Linked DNA regions of Gossypium arboreum: region 1 is linked to region 2. A link is a contact called in public Hi-C data. All regions are on one chromosome and are shown on one strand. The core of a region is the stretch at or near the end of the contact, and the rest is flanking DNA. Distances in the headings are between cores, read along the strand shown. Region 1 holds the start of LOC108482072 (non-symbiotic hemoglobin 2). Region 2 holds the start of LOC108480148 (3-phosphoinositide-dependent protein kinase 2).

Region 1 (3,911 bases), core at 528-3,027, 280 kb after region 2:
CAAAGTTCTCTGTTCCAAAATCAAAAGGAACAAAGGGTCTTCTCCTTTCTTCCTCTGCCAGGGCACAAATGGATCAGCCCCCTGCTGCTAATCCGCCTTGATCATGAAGAACGGCTACAGGAGAAGCCACAATCAGGTACCTTCGTCCCTTTTGTTTTCTTTTTCCATTTCTTTTGTTGTAAAAAAACTTAAATAGTAAAATCAAAATAGCAAATCACCTTTTGAAAAGAAGAAAAAATCGTTCTCATTTAATTGAAAAATTGCTCTGCATATGGAAAATTCAGATTCTGTTCTCTATTTTCTTTATATCTGTCTTGTATTTGTATTCCCCCCCTTTACAATTAAAAACCGAAGGCTTTATAGCCAATATACAAGCGATTTCTGCTATTTTGCCCATGTTGCAGGTCGTGAAGCCATGAAAACGGAGCGCACAGACGTGGGGTAGGCAACGCGTAGTTGGGGATCGTGCGAAGGGCGTGTGTGGAGGCTGCTGGTGAAGGCCGCGGCGTGAAGCAAAAGGAGACCTAGGGTCTCTAAAAACCCCAATGCTTTGGGCCTATCTGGCCTTTGTATTTTTATTTTATTGGGCCTTGATTTGGACTGTTGTATTTTTTTATTTTATTGTTTTGTATGTGTACGGGCCAGGCAAAATTTGGGCCTTACAATCTCTACTCTCATCAATGGGGTTTATAAAAACCTTGGTGTGCCTCCCATCAGTCATAGTTTAACCCATGGATAATAGGATGCTTACCTTCAACTTGTGGGCCCCATTTAAAATGTCGTTGTAATAGTTGCACAACCTTCAGCTCTGCATTTGAGGTGACATTTGCCCACTATTTTTCTTTCATCAATTCGTAACAACAAGGCTTTCCTTCCCTAAATTGAAAGGAGGAAAGCCAAAATCAGAAAACAAAAAGCTATCAATTGAAGGAGATCACAAACCTATTATCAAAAAAGAAAATCCATCATGCTTAAATTTACCATTTCAATTAAGTTACGTACTAACAAAAATTCCATTCAAGATTATTCTACAAAAATGTTTAAATGAAAAACTGGAATTTGATTGAAAAACAAGTGAATTTTTGGAAATTTCTCAAAGTTGACGTTAGCCATGCGCCCAGAAAAAAGTAAAATTTATAAATATGCATAAAAAATTTATTTAGTGATTTTTAAATACAAAAATATAAATTATTTTTGGGAAGGTGAGGAGCATGAGATTCGTAATAAGTGGTTTTTTGTTCATTTGTTTGATTTTTATAAAAATAAATAAATAAAATCATGGTGCTTATGCTATCAATCTTGGATTATTGTTTCTTCAGTATCTCTAATACACCGTTAATTAATGATTAGGTAGATGTTTATCTCAACTGGTACATTGAATGAAATATTGTTATGTTTTACATAAAATAATATATATTGGGAAAAATTCAGTAAAAATTAGAGTAATTTTACACATTTTTATAATTATTTATATGATTAATGTTTTAACGATTTAATCATTAAATTTATTAATATAATTGTACTTGTCATGCATTCAAATTTTTGAACTCATCTGATATCCGTATTATATTAATCTAAAAATAGTTGATATATATATATATATATATTCAAGAGGTGAATTTTATATATAAAATAAATAGTTAGAATTTTTAAATATACATCTAATTTGATATGCAAGATATATATATAAATAGACTAAATGATTGAATTACTAAAATATTAATCATTTGAATAGTAATTTAATTTTGTATGGTGTAAGCATGAATTATTTTGTAATGATAGAAAATATCTGGACAGGTTACAACTTGGGAGATTTTTCTGTCAAAATTCAACCAAATGAAATCAAAATGATTTTTTGTGAATAATAACATCCTTTTTTAAATTTCTGGAAAATAAGGAGCCATCTTTTACACAATCATCAATGCACGTCTAAGAAGACAAATAAAGCTTAGCTGTATTGGTATTATATTAATAAAGGAAAGCAGCAGTTAAATTTCTGAGTTTGCGTTTGTCATTAATATTATTTATTTCTTCAAGATTCCCACACTAGTTTTCTCTTTTCTTATAGAGCTCCACCACTCCCTGGTTATCATTGAGAAGAAGAAAATCAGAGATGGGTTTCACAGAGAAGCAAGAAGGGTTGGTGAAAGAATCATGGGAGGTTTTGAAGCAAGATATTCCTCACTTCAGCTTGCGTTTCTTTTCACTGTAAGACCTTTAATTCTTTCCTTTTTTATGAATTCTTCGTTCGGACCCAACAGTGGTCAGTGTCGGCCAAACGAGTGAGGCTGTGTCTTTTAAGAGAATTTCTCTTCCACTGAGTATTGATTAAATTGAGAGTGTTGTTTAGGATATTGGAGATAGCACCAGGTGCGAAGAACATGTTCAGTTTCTTGAGGGAGTCAGAGGAGATTCCTCAAAATAATCCAAAGCTCAAAGCTCATGCTGTCAAGGTTTTCAAGATGGTCAGTCCTTTTATTTTATTCATTGCATATATATCCCTACTTAAATTAAAATACTTAAACAATTGTTGTTGAAGACATGTGAGTCAGCCATACAACTGAGAGAGAAAGGGGAAGTGGTAGTGGCTGATACTACTTTGAAGTATTTGGGCACTGTCCATGTCAAGAGTGGTGTCAAAGACCCCCATTTCGAGGTACATTTTTATTTTATTTTTTAATAATAAATTTGATTTGGATGCAGTGGTTAATTAAAAAAATTTTGAGGAATAATGTTAATGCAGGTGGTGAAAGAGGCACTCATAAGGACAATTGAAGAAGCAATTGGAGAAGAGAAATGGAATGAAGAGATGAAGAATGCTTGGGGTGAAGCTTATGATCAATTGGCTGAAGCTATAAAGGCTGAGATGAAGAACCATCATGATGAAACTGCTTAATTACTCTTTTACTTCAATTTTATTGTTGTTTGCCAATATTTTCACAATTTTAATGAATAAATTTTAGTAATAAAGACTATTTTGTTTTTCAATCATTATTTTGCCTTATTTTCTGTTTTTTTCCTTAAAAAAGGTTAAAAACTTAATAAAAATACATTATAGAAGGAGAGAGATTTAAAACAACTTGTAATATTGAGTGAAATTAAGTTGAATAAATATTAAAACTATATGACATTATCACATAAAATTTTAATTTGATTTGATTTATATAAATCATTAACAATATTATTAAATTAGTATCATTTTATATTAATATATTACATATGTATAATTAAATTTAAAATAAAAATTTGTTAAAATAAGATGTAAATTTTACAATAATTTTCATTTTTATTTTAAATTAAATATATTCAACTAATTTTCGGTTAAAAGATGCTATGCTCTTGAATTTTAATCCTTTCATTTTAGGGTTAAAATTTGTCAGCTAAATTTGAATAAAAAATACACACTAAAATTGCCATGTCATAAATAAAGTGACATCAAAGCTTCAAAAAGTAAACTCAAAATTCCGAAAAGTAAAACCAACTTTAATTAATTTTCTCTTTTATCCCCAAAACTGAACCATCACGGAAAGGAGAAGAAAAAAAAAAAAAGAGTGACATTTTTATTTACGTAAGAATGATAAAGAAGAATGAATAATAATTGATATGCCAATTGTTATTCCAATTATACAAAAAAGCATAGTGTTCCACATATTTAAACATACACCCTTTCTAATTGGGATGGAGCCCCCTCCTCTACATAATCTCACATTGGCTTCTCTCTTTCTCTTTACTCTTACTTATTCCTCTCCTCTTTACAATATCGAGTATGCTCGGATTACCTCCACAATCGGTGCTCGACACAATGGGCATTTTCCTCCCCCTCGTACCAACTCGTTCGCGCATTTTGAACACGTGCACATGTGTCCGCATCTGCAATCCCATCAATATGCATCATCAGCATATGCGCATAC
Region 2 (4,312 bases), core at 694-3,193:
TCCCGTATCCTTCTTCTTTGCCCTCACAACCTGATGGATATTCAAAATAACAACAACGTGAATAAGAAGCTCAAATGAGAAATGGTGAGTGAAGAAAAGGATATACTAAAATAAATTAAAACAATTTCCAATAAAAAAAATAAAAAGAAGAAATGTTTAAAGCAGCAAAAACTAATGATAATAAAAAATAACCCCCCCAAGCAATGTCAATGAACACACACACACATATATGTATGTATATATTCTAAACTAACATATCAAGCAGCCGACACTTCTATACAAATTTCATTTCGTAAAGGAGTAGCATGAAACATAAATAAATTTGTCCAGTTTGGGTCATCCTTTTTCACTCTTAAGTCTTAACCATACAGACAGTTTCTGCCTTTTCTGCTCTTATCCAATATATACATTAATTTACTAAAAATATCAGAAACTTCTTCATTCACATCGTTAATGTCTAGTACACGGCTGAAGTGCTCAAATAACAGAAAGTACTTTAATTTAGCCTCACATTTACAAAAACTCAAATTTCTAAAAGAGTAACAATAAAAAGTGTTTATCAATAAGTTATTTAGATTCTGAGATGGTGAAAAGACAAAAGAGAAAAAAGGGAAAAAGAGATGAACAGCATAAAAATTAACCAAAAAAAATATTTGATATCAATGTCATTATCTGTAAGACATAAAACAAAAAGAGAGAAATAAATAAGATCTTGATCCAGCAGTAAAAGGAAAAGCAGTAGGCTCAAAATCCCTCACTCCACTCATGTGCAAGTTGAACTATTGCCGATTAAGTAAATATCTGAGGGTAGTAAAATATCACACATAGCCTAAATAAAGCATAGATAGTTCAACATGCACATGAGTGCGGTAGGCTAAAAGATTTTCCGTTCATCCTCTTTCCAAGCATAGCCTAAATATTACACAGTCAGCTAATATAGGAAACAGAAACAGAACAACACATTTTTTATTCAACAGAACATGTTTTTCTTTACACTAAGTTTCTATAAACTAAGCAAAATTATTTCCCTTTCATTCAAATAGCTTGTATCACTACCAAAAAAACCCACAAAATTCACAAAGATAGCTAAATTTATACCAAAAACACACAATTCATAAAGAAAGCATCATTGCCTATCAAGTTCATAAATTAAAGCATGCAAGCATACATACAAATAATAATAATAATAATAATAATAATAATAATAATAATAATAATAATAATAATAATAAATTATAACCAAAAACAGTGTGTGATCTACTTAGAGTGATTTGACTAGAATCAAACTCAAGTACAAAAAAAAAAAAAAAAAACTAACCTTCGAGTAAGAACCAACACCGTAGATCTTACCCAGTTCAAAATCCTGAATACTGAAATTCTCTTGAGGAGCTCTAAATGCAAAGCTTTTAGATCTCTGAACATTGTTAGAAGCAACAGTATTAGAAGAATTGTCTTTGTTAGTATCATCAGTTCCCTGAACCCTAAGCTTTGAATCAAAATCCTTCTCCATGGCCAACATTTCTCTCCCAAAAATCCCCTTACTTTCCCTTTTACAACATCACAGCAATAAAAATAATTATTGAGAGAAGCTTTTCTTTTTCGATTTTTGTTTCCAGTCAAAGAGAAAAAAAAGAAAAAGAATCCTTTTTCCTCTTTATTGAGATAGATTGGATCTTCCTTAAATATTCTTCTGAAAAATGAGGAAAAAAAGTTGAAATTGATTCTTTTCTTGTCACTATAATATAATTTTATGAAATTTATACAAATTTGTGTAACTATAATTTAAAATATATATATTATATTATATTATATTAAAGGAAAAAAGATGAAAATGAGAGTGATCAGCTTTTGACGAATTTCAAAACCCTAGAAAGAAAAAATTAATATATGTAAAAAGTGAAAGAGTTGTCTGTATGCTAACTGATAAGGGTTCAACTTATCTGTTGGAATAATTATATTTTTAAAATATTTTAACATTTATTGATAATGATTTGTAGCTACGAGTTTGGGAATGATTTGAGTTAATAACTTTTAATTTGATTGTAAATTTTAAATTAAAAGTAGGTTTCTAATTTATGGTAATGCTAATTCAGTTTTAAAAACCAAGCAATGACAAGAATGTTGTGAGTTTGATTCTTTTATTGCAGTAACTTTTTCCCAATTCAATATTTGCTAAATGAATTTTATGGTTTAAAATTATTTTAGTTACATATTTTATGTTTTATTTTAATAAATTATGTTTCTAACTAATTAATTATAACTATTATATTCCAATATTTAACTCACATCTGCTCTAAAACCATCACAAATAGTAATTTTAAAATTTAAATATTATTCGAATCCGTAAAAATAATATTGAAGTGAGTGAGGAATTTGATGAAGGATAAATATATGCTACATCATTTTCTCTTTTCTCCATAAACAATCTCTCAAAAATAAAAAACCTGATTGAAGGTTAAGTTTATTACATTCTTTTATAAATTAATTTAATTGCTCTACTAAGCTGAATTTAAATCCATATCACTTTATACTAATTTTTGAATTTGTTTATTTTTATTTTTAATTTTAAAAAATTAAAATTATTTATTAATGTGTTATATAAGACAAATATTACTATAATAAGATGAGATACACTTGAATTATCGCGTGAATTACCAAGCTAACATCGTTAAAAATTTAATCTTTTAGGTGTTTAAAAAGACTATTTAACTTTTAACTTAAAAGGATAAAAGTTAAATTAACAATATATATATATATATATATGTAATTATACTTCTTTTAATCAATTATCTTCTTCTCTTTTATTTGTTTTCAATATAGATTTATGAATTGGTATCTAATTTGGTAATTTTCTTTGTGAATATTAAAAATAAAAATTCGATAACGAAAACGCTTTTAAATTGAAATTCAATTACGTGTTGAATAAAATAGAGTAAATTATAATTATTGAGAGTAGTAAGTAGGTCCAAAGCATGGGCGGTAGGACCCAGGTTACGTGTAGGCAAGAAATGTGGGCCAAGTGGGTTCCCAAAGAAAAGCATTGGAACGGCCCTTTGATTGGGACGTCACCTATTACATGGAAACAAACTCCACAATCTTGACTTCTCCATAAAAATAAAACATAAAAACAAATTCATATTTATAAAAATAATAATAAACATTACAAAAAAATATACGATAGTAAAAATAACACCTTAAATTTTAATTAAAATATGAGTTGATTATTATTTAAAAAGTAGGGCAACAATGGACGGTGAAGTTAATAAAGTCTAAACAATAGTGAATAATTTTTATATTTTTACTAAAGTGATGCTTTGTCTCTTTATGTAAACTTTTTTCTGTTCTCTTTGTACTTTTTTTTCTTGCTTTTCTCTTATGACTTAGTTCTTGGAGATTGATAGTATTTATACAGAACAAAGGAACATGTCATATGGCCCTACACATTGCAATGAAAGCTTCCAACTCCTAGGGCTGCAAAGATATGGGAAGTTAAACCTAACCATTAACCCATATTTCATGTCTAAGAAAGGTATTAACCGGGATATTTGAAAGTAGTTATTCTGAAATTTTGGCCTATTAAAGGTACAATTGATATTTTCTAGCTGAAACACAATATTTTTCTTTTTACTTTTAGCAATGAAAATGATAAAGGGTTGAGGTTCACTGTCCATTGTAATTTCCCACGCTTAACCCGTTCGTTGGATTCAGATATGAAGTGCCACGAGCCGAATCGTTGAAAACACTAAACCTTTCAACATCTTCCTTAGGAGGGTACCCATTTACTAGAGTGGCATTCAACTAACTAGAAAATATATATAATTGAAATCAAAATTTTTAAAATGGTACCACACCACTTTAAAAGTTTAAAGATACGAGTTTATAGCCTTTGAAGTCGGTTTAGAAAATATTCATAAAATCAAACGAAATTTCCTTTCGAGTTATTGCTCGAGCTTGTAGTTTAAAACTCTACTTAATTTAATTTGAAAGTACTATAACCCACAATTGATTATAAGCCAACAAGGTCGTCAATAAACATTCGAAGTACAAAATATTGTTTCAAAATACAATTTAATGATTTTTAAATGGTGGCATCTAAGAATCATCCTAATACCCCCAGCAATAACATGTTACCCACGAAACATAAAGAAGTCTCACAAATGGCCGATCACTACATTCTCACAAATGGCCGATCACTACATTCAGCCTAAGAACATAAAAATAGAAAGAAATAACGGAATAAGTTTGTAAGAACTTAGTGAGTTCCTGGGACATACATCCCACAATACATACCATCAGGCAATAAAAGGTCAGA

Evidence for each region. A called contact is a pair of places that touch in the nucleus more often than the background predicts.
Region 1: a contact with region 2 is called in a Hi-C map of leaf, with 4 times the contacts expected there. The contact joins the promoter of LOC108482072 here to the promoter of LOC108480148 in region 2. A contact is called at or near these places in 2 of 5 Hi-C or Micro-C datasets (both in leaf).

Annotation. Positions count from the first base shown.
Region 1 is chr1:95,120,205-95,124,115 of ASM2569848v2, forward strand. It overlaps LOC108482072 (non-symbiotic hemoglobin 2), which reads left to right and starts at 1,778. Exons shown (of 5, transcript XM_017785178.2): 1 at 1,778-1,960; 2 at 2,069-2,208; 3 at 2,351-2,465; 4 at 2,540-2,656; 5 at 2,744-2,988. The coding sequence starts at 2,114. The coding sequence ends at 2,896. It overlaps LOC108481970 (a long non-coding RNA gene), which reads left to right. Exons shown (of 2, transcript XR_001870799.2): 1 at 1-136; 2 at 405-696. LOC108480161 reads right to left here. Exons shown (of 8, transcript XM_017783058.2): 8 at 3,558-3,870. The coding sequence ends at 3,753.
Region 2 is chr1:94,838,558-94,842,869 of ASM2569848v2, forward strand. LOC108480148 (3-phosphoinositide-dependent protein kinase 2) reads right to left here and starts at 1,944. Exons shown (of 11, transcript XM_017783037.2): 1 at 1,319-1,944; 2 at 1-30. The coding sequence starts at 1,519.